Regions from separate parts of the Sus scrofa genome. Here all the other regions are linked to region 2. A link is a contact called in public promoter capture Hi-C data. All regions are on one chromosome and are shown on one strand. The core of a region is the stretch at or near the end of the contact, and the rest is flanking DNA. Distances in the headings are between cores, read along the strand shown.

Evidence for each region. Promoter capture Hi-C pulls out the DNA fragments that hold promoters and counts their contacts.
Region 1: a contact with region 2 is called in a promoter capture Hi-C map of liver, with 5 times the contacts expected there. The contact joins the promoter of ZNF432 here to the promoter of LOC102158906 in region 2. A contact is called at or near these places in 2 of 5 promoter capture datasets (fetal liver and liver) and 1 of 47 Hi-C or Micro-C datasets (embryonic fibroblasts).
Region 3: a promoter capture Hi-C map of fetal skeletal muscle shows a contact between it and region 2, with 4 times the contacts expected there. The contact joins the promoter of ZNF614 here to the promoter of LOC102158906 in region 2. A contact is called at or near these places in 2 of 5 promoter capture datasets (fetal liver and fetal skeletal muscle) and 1 of 47 Hi-C or Micro-C datasets (embryonic fibroblasts).

What each region holds. Positions count from the first base shown.
Region 1 is chr6:58,151,259-58,154,054 of Sscrofa11.1, forward strand. ZNF432 (zinc finger protein 432) reads right to left here and starts at 1,433. Exons shown (of 5, transcript XM_021094922.1): 1 at 1,306-1,433.
Region 2 is chr6:57,127,949-57,130,730 of Sscrofa11.1, forward strand. It overlaps LOC102158906 (protein ZNF738-like), which reads right to left and starts at 1,327. Exons shown (of 8, transcript XR_002345350.1): 1 at 1,183-1,327.
Region 3 is chr6:58,133,522-58,136,450 of Sscrofa11.1, forward strand. It overlaps ZNF614 (zinc finger protein 614), which reads right to left and starts at 1,422. Exons shown (of 3, transcript XM_021097260.1): 1 at 1,036-1,422.

The DNA.
Region 1 (2,796 bases), core at 183-2,682, 1.0 Mb after region 2:
ATATTTCAGTGGCAGGTAATTTTCAGAAAAATTATAGAAATGAGGTCATAAGGGCAATGAGGAAGTATAAATTTTTCCTTTAAACTTTGTTGCTCTCATACCTCCTTTAAAAAAATGCTCGTACACCCTGTTTATATGCACACTTCAATATGAGAACCACGATCACTCACACACACACACACACACACACACAAAGAGGAGTTCTCATTGTAGCACAGTGGAAACAAATCTGACTAGGAACCATGAGGTTGCAGGTTTGATCTCTGGCCTTGCTTAGTGGGTTAAGGACCTGGCATTGCTGTGAGCTGTGGTGTAGGTGGGCAGCTACAGCTCCAATTTGACCCCTAGCCTGGGAACCTCCATATGCCAAGGTTGCGGCCCTAAAAAGACAAATATGTGTGTACACACACACACACACCACACACACACACACGCACTGGGAAAACAGCAGCCTTTATATATTCGCATATAGAAGCTGAAATGAAATCAGTCAATTTACAATAGAAATCTAATTTAAAAGCTTACTATATTTAAATATGCAAAATCGTTCATCTTCCCCCAAACTTTCTTCATTTCTTTGGATTCAAAAGAATGGGTGATAGAGGGAGCCAAAAGGGAGGAGAAAAATGGGTGCTGGTGAAGAAAGAGACTTGGACCTGAAGCTTTTAAGAAATGTTAACTAACCTTCAAGTCTGTCCCAGCTGCCAAAGTCTGAGCTCAACGTACGCACCTACCAGGACTCCCCAGCCTCCAGACCTTCTGCTGTCCCACCTCTCGGCACAAAAGACGGTGATAACCGCCCCACCGGATTAAGACCAAACCAGACCTGATACACGCGCACGCGGACCTCCTTAACGGTTCTTCGACCTTCGGGCTCCAAATTCTTCGAGACCCTGAACAAGAAGCCGCAATCATTCGACAAGCGCCCCCCGCCCCTCCAACCAGGTGTCAGTCACCTGCAGGGAGAGTGGCCCGTGAAGACCCTGAACGCTGACCTCAGGACAGCTTCATCTGTTCAGACGTTTAATCGTTAACCACCAGAGTCCCCTTTGATGGACCCCAAAGACGCCCCGATCACAACATCCAGCACAGACTCTTCCCTGTTCCTTTCCAAAAAAACGAAAAACCCCAAAAAACCAAAGCCAAAAAACCACCATCCCCAAGCTACCTTCACGGACTCAGAAGAGCCACAACCCACCGAAAGGCCAACAGACCGTCCCCGTCCCCGCCTATTCTACAGACCGACCCTCACACCGACCTGGTTCTCTCCTGAACCTGCAGCGACCTCTTCCGGGCCTAACTTACTTCGCTAAACTTCTTTCACTTCTGGTCCTCTCGCCCAGCCCCCTCTCCCGAGACCAACGGACACGGGTCAACAGCGTTTCTATCGCGTTTCTATGGTGAACGGATTGGGAGTTTCCGGCTTTTCTTTATGAGGTAATATACGCGCGCCGCCGCCGTTGCTTAGGAGCCCTGAGGGGGCCGCCATCTTTGCACACCTGACGTACAGAAAGCCGAGCCAGACTGTCAGGGGCCGTGGCTGGAACTCTCCAGTTTCCCGGCACTTCAGCCCTTCACGGAAAACGGGGAGATTATCAGAGGCTCGAGTTCACACAATACAAACATGACGTGGGGGTAGAGTCGTTTGAATGGACAGGTGTTGCTAGCTGTAAGGGGACTGTGAAGGGCGCAAATTTTTCTAAGACCGAAGCCCACCACGACCAAAAGGGCGCGGCGTACATCCTCAGACGGCTGGGACGTCTCTGCTCGGTCAAAAATTAAAACTACCTCTGGACATCTCCATCACTGGTTAATTTCGAAAAAGAAGGCTCTATAAAAACTATCGTATACGCGACAAAAAAAAAAAAAAAAAAAAAGACGGTGGCGCAGTGTGTCCTTTACGGTTTGCGCCGTTAAACTGGAGCATCATGGGCGCGGCCATCTTGGAGGAAATTGTCCGTACCGCAGAGCAAATGCTTGCTGCGAACTGGCGGGCGAAAGTGTGAGGGGAAGACCCGAGGTTTGAAAAAGTGATAGTACGGGGGATGCAGCGATCACAAAGTGAGCAGAAACAGTGGACGTTGTGAGCCTTTACTCAACCTTGGTCCTCACCCTGCCCAAATGCAAAACATGCTACCTTCTAGCACTGAACTGCCTTGTGCCATTATAGATCAGTCTGCGTTCTTTCCATAAAATTAGTAGTATGTGCAGCTCCTGCTGTGCCGCATGGGGACTGGCCACCTCTTGGGAGTGCGGGGACACAGGTTTGTCCACAACTGCAGCTTAAGATGCAACAGTGGCTGGGATCTGATCCCTGGCTCTCGGACTCCAAATCCCCGGGGGACAGGGAAATGAAAATAAATAAAAATAAAATGAGCAATATGTGCTGGCTTCTTTCACATAGCAGGAATGTTTTTAAAAAGCATCAGCTTTAAAGCGACAGTGGTTCAGACTTTTTTGTTGCTTAGTATCCCAGTGTTGGATACTCCAAAATGAGATGAATCATTCACCAGCTGGTGGACCTTTGAGTGGTTTCCAGTTTTTTGAATACTGCAGATGGCACTAATACGAACAGTCCTGTGCAAAAAATGACCTCAGAGAGCTAGTTTTCTCACAGTCCCCATGCGTCGTCTTCACATCATCAAGAAGTCTTTGCCAGACATTTACAAGCCTACTAACCATTTCTAGCCCTGCTCCCCCTCATATTCTCTTCCTCTCCTTACCCCAGCCCTGTGTGAGAACACTCACTCACGCAGGGGAAACGGGGATCTTGAGAACATGGGCTCAGGATCAGAC
Region 2 (2,782 bases), core at 77-2,576:
CTCCAATTCGACCCCTAGCCTGGGAACCTCCATTTGCCATGGATGCTGCCCTAAAAAAAGAAAATAATGGAAAAGACTATTTCTTTCAAAAATGTATATGTATGTATAGCTGAATCATTTTGCAGTACAGCAGAAATTAACACAACACTGTAAATCAACAATACTTCCATAAAATATATTTTAAAAAATAAAGGCGGTTTTAAAAAGCACCATGTGGGGGAGCTCCCCTGTGGACTAGTGGTTAGGACTGACTGCTCAACCTGAGGTTCAATCCCTGGTTTGGGAACTGAGATCCCACAACAAGCAGCTACATACGTGATAACCAATCAGTTGCATTATCTGATGACAGAAATTCTTCCCCCATTTCTTGGAAGGGAAGAGAATGACCTGGAACAGACTGAGCTAAGTCTCCGCCCTCCAGAGGCATTTGGGTTGCAAATGAAGTCATCATCTGAAGCAATTATTCGAAAATGGAGATCTCTCAAATACCGACTGTTGCAACGGTCATTCTCTTCTGCGTACTTGTAAGAAGTAAACAAATTTTAAATAAATTAGCTTACAGAGACCCTAGTTAGTTCGTCACAGCTTAATTCTCCAGATTTAATCAACTCGATACTGATGACCCTGGATTTGGGTTCCCCCCTCTCCCCACCATTATGTGCTTGGTTCTCTATATACGTCTCTCTGGGTCCTTCTGCTTCTCTCCTTTGTTTCTACTCTTCATTCTGTCTCCCTCCCTCTCTAGTCCTCCTCCTCCAGCAGACTGTGTGGTCCCAATCTGTTTCCATCCCTGTCGCTGTTTCTCCCCACAGGTTCTGACGTCTCACTCACTGCATATATATCTACCTCTGTATCCCTCTCTGCTCTCCCTGGAAGGAGAAGTCGGGCGCTTACGCATCTCCCGAGTGAGGTCGTTACAGGGTGGAACTGGGCGGAGGGGTGGGGGTGGGGGCTGCTGAATCGGCAGTCAGACAAAGGTTTGAGAAAGGGTCCAGAAGCAAACAGGCCGCCCGAGGTGAGTTTCTATACGGACCGAAGGCAGAACACCGGGGCCGGCCTGCGCGGGAGTGATTTTTACCAGCGTCAGACCCAGACTCCCGACACACGAAGTCTTCCGGCGTCGCCGCGAGAGCCGAAAAGGGAGGAACCTAAGCGCCGGCGCCTTCAGGGAATATAACTTACCGAGAGACCCCGCAAGCTGGGTGTGGAGAAGCAGGGCCTGCGCATAGCGCGGTAACGAACCAAAATTCCGAGACGCACACGCCCCCGTGCGCCCGTCGTTTCTCAGGAACCGCTTCCGGGTCTAAGCGACCCGCGCGTGCGCACCAGGGCAGGGCCGCCAGGGGCGCGTCTGGGTCGTTGGCAGGGCGGGGCAGCGAGGTTGCTGGTGGGCGGCAGGTCTGGCCTTTTTCTCTCGGAGAGGCTCTGCTTCTCTGCTTTGGATCCTGTGAATGGGTCTCGTGTCCTTTAGAACCAGGCCATGTGCAGAATTAGAGACGCGCGGGCCACTAATGTTGGAACCGGAGAGTTGAGAACGGTTTGGCTGAAAACACCGAGCGGAGAAGACGCGGATGCTCGGAGCCGCGAGGCTGCGACCAGGGGGACCGCTGGGACCTGGGGGCGCGGCACGAAGTTGGGGGGCGGGGCTGGATCCGGGAATTTCTGAGACACGGGGCAGTTGTGGCTCCTTATTTAATGAAGCGAAAGCCTCAATTTTAGAGTGGCTGATGGAAATCCGAGCGTGGCAGGAAGTGCAAAATTGTTTCTGTGCGGAATTTGCAATGTTATACTCCTTTTCTTCAGAACATAACTTTCCCTTCTGTTCCCCATACACTTGGAGGCATAAGAAATCACTGGGAAAACTTTCAACCCCAAACCTGTCATTGTCTGAGGAACTCCTTTGGAGACACGAGCAAGCAATTGACTACAGTCAGGCTTTTGAGAATACCGCTATTAAATAATGCAAACATTTTAATTTTTCTTTACCCTTTGACCTGTATCTCGTCACAGTATATGACGAATAAGACCATTTATTGTCATTGTGATAGGAATTTCCATTTCCCAAATACCAACATCTCTGCTGTAGGTTTTGCTGCTTATTAACTTCTCATATGCACTATGGTATGTTTCTCAATTTTTAATGTCACTGATCTCTCTCAATCAGAAATGTCTCCTACGGATAGCCGCGCCCTCTTCTCTTGTGGCTGTTCTTTTTCTTTATTCTGTATGATTTTTCTGTAACATTGCAGGCTTCAGAAACTGAGTGTCGGAGTTCCCTTGTGGCACAGTGGGTTAAGCAGTGGCATTGTCACCGCTGTGGCCGGAACCGCTGCTGTGGCGCTTGGTTCCATCCCGAGCCCAGGAAATTCCACGTGCCTTAGGCACAACCAAACAACAACAAAACACACACAAAATTGAGTGCCTATATCAGGAACAGATTAAGTTTATAAATTAGCTTTGAAAACTGACCTCATCATAATGTTGAGGGTTTTTTTACCCAGGATATGATGTGGTTTTCCATTTGTTTATACATATTGCATATATTTCAGGAATGTTTATAGTTTTTCTCACATAAGTTTTACAAGTTTTTATTAGATTTACTCACAATTGGTTTATTTCATTTCAGGTTATGCTTTTCTAATTATAGTTCTCTGCACTGTAACTTGTAAATGATTGGGTTTTGTACCTACAAACGCTGTTTTTTAAATATTTATATTCTATGATCTCCCTGGTTTATTTGTTGTAGGTTTTCTATCTTTTGTGTTTCCAGATGTTTGATTCA
Region 3 (2,929 bases), core at 172-2,671, 1.0 Mb after region 2:
GAAGACAGTTCAGCAGTTTCTTACAGAGCTGTTTGTTGGAGACCACGGAACTGCTGAACTCTGCAGAAGGCAAACTTGGCGCACATGCAAAAGCACAGCAAGCTAAGGACTGCTGACGCAGAGTTCTCAGGTACAGGGTCTCCTTCAAACGCAAGATAAGGGAGTCATACATGAACCAGGAGCAGCTGCACGATGCCCTGGAGGGATGCACCTGTCACTAGCTGCTAGTCGTTTCCTCTGTTATTCACTCAGAGATGGCTTTGTCATTGCCTGCACCTGATTTTGCTCAGGAACCTACGTCACCTTCCCTAATACAAGTCATGAGGACTAAAGCCTAGGCGCCTCTGTTCTGTGGAACGGAGGGCCTCCTGGTCCCCCACTTTCTTTCTGTAAAAGAGTCTCGTGTGTTTTGTTAGACCCCACAGTCCAGGATTTCCCCGTTGCCCTGCAGCGCTGAACGCGGCAGTGTGAGAGAGAAAAAAAATTTTTAGTCAAGTCCTTGAGGGCAGACTTGAAGGAGAGAATTGTATTTGAATGAACTGGAGAAATGCAGCCCTCAAGCCTGTTTCCCCGCATTCAAAGTCTGATCCTAAGCCAGCCTACAGATTCTCCAGGGGGCCCTGAACCTCCCCAAATAGTGAGCGCGCCAGGCACAAGTCTCTTGACTGAGTCCTATATTAAATGCCACATTAAACTCCAGACATGCCCAAGAAACCAACAAGGACATCCCGCTAACCCGGACTTCAACAGAGTCCCACGTTACATCTGGAACCCAGACCAGACACCGCGTTCAAACTTTCCACCGCTTTTTCAACCACTGAGTCTCTTAAGCAGAGTGATCCAAGTAGACCTCAAATAGTGCCAATCGGACTCTCGGCCGACGATTTCTTCAGACTCTTAATCACTGATTACTAAAGGCTCCATCACAAACGCTCAGGGGCTGAATCTAAATAAAATCCAAACTACGGTCTTTTACACACGCTCAGCTTCATAGAACCCCACAGACCACGAATCCAAGCCCAGAATCCAACTCACCTAATCTCAACCTCTTCAGGTACCACTGGGAGCGACGAAAGGCTGAGCCCACGACCAGAAAACCACTTTCTGTCCGGACGCCCTCCTTTGCGGTCCCTAGAGACGCTGACCACCTGGGACCGGGGAATCCCACGAGAACCTTGGCGCGTTGCCGGGGTTTCCGAGTTCCAACTGCGGGCTCCGCTCTGTGACGTAACACGGCCCCGCCCACATTGACGTTTGGATGGGCGGGGCCATCACGGCTGTGGGGAGAAATCGTTCCTGACCGCCTCAAAGCTTTCACCTCCTGGTTGCGAGGGACAGTCAGCAGTGATGTACTAAATGTAAGATTTCGGAGGCAGATGCCTCTCCAAGGCCAACATGGCTCGTTCAGCCTGCTGGGGAACCAAGAAAGATGGCGACGCCCTTTGTGTACTTCAGATCGGAAGCGCTATGGAGTACCATGGGCGCGGCCATCTTGGAACAAGACTCATGTCTGTACGGCAGAAAAGGGCTCAGATCCTAGGAGACCTGGAAAGATTTTAAAAGGTAGAAGCCGAGACATCACTGGAAAGGCAGCGGCCGCAGAGTTGATAAAAGCAGTGGTCACTAAAAATCTTAGGTTTGGGGAGAGAGCAGTTGTGTGTGGAGTGGGTAAGGTCTTTGGGAAGGAAGCAAGACAGCCACTGAAGAGGTGAAGGCTGAGTTCCTGTTGTGGCTCAGCAGGTTAAGGATCTGGTATCACTGCTGTGGCTCAGGTCGCTGCTGTGGCGCAGGTTCGATCCCTGGCCTGGGAACTTCCGCAGGCCACATGGGTGTAGCAAAAAAAAAAAAAAAAAAAAAAAAAAAAGAAGAAGAAGAAAAAAGAAAAGGCGAAGCCCAGGCAGAGTTGGATAAAAATGCTAATACCCACATGGGAGTGGATACAGAGCAACCTCTAGTGGGCAGGGTGATGAAGTGAAGGTGCAAGTGTATGTCTGGGTTTCCTTCCAAAAATAAATGAAGCTCCTCCATTACAGCCCATATACTAGGCTTAAAATTTCTCCATAGCATTTTTCAGAACTGACATTCTCCTGTTTTACTCAGGAGGCTTCACGAGACTTTACGTTCCATGAAGCCCATGACTTTGCTTGTTTGTTCACTGAAGTCTCTCCAGAGACAAAAGCAGAGCCTGGCAAAATAATGCTCAAAAAACATTTTATTTTTTTTTTTTTTAAGAGCTGAACATCGGCATATGGAAGTTCCCAGGCTAGGGGTCGAATCCGAGATGCATATGAGGGCTAACCCACAAACACAGCAACACTGGATCCGAGCTGCATCCAGCTGGATCCAAAACATTTTTAGGAGTTCCCATTGTGGTGCAGCGGAAACAAATCCAACTAGGAACCATGAGGTTTGATCCCTGGCCTTGTTCAATGGGTTAAGGATCTGGCATTGCTGTGGCTGTGGTGTAGGCTGGTGGCTACAACTCTTATTAGACCCCTAGCCTGTGAACCGCCATATGCCGAGGGTGAGACCCTAAAAAGACAAAAGACAAAAATAAAAAATAAAATAAAAACATTTTTTAAAGGAATGAATTACTCAGCACAGAGCTGGGGATTGAATAGTGCCACAACACTATATGGGATTTTTTTTTTTTTTTTTTTTTTTTTTTTTGCTAAAAGCAGAACTCACCACTTTAAACTGGATTAAATATTAAAATATGCTCCCTTTTTTTGGCTGTGCCCCTGGCATGCAGATATGCCTAGGCCAGGGATCAACCCATTCTACAGCAGTGACCCAAGCCACAGCAGTGATGATGCCAGATCCTTACCTATCCGGCCACCAGGGAACTCTTAAATATCTTTATTATGTCAAAGGATGTCAAAGGAAATAATTCTGGATAGAGACGAAAGGAAGAACTCCACTGATAATA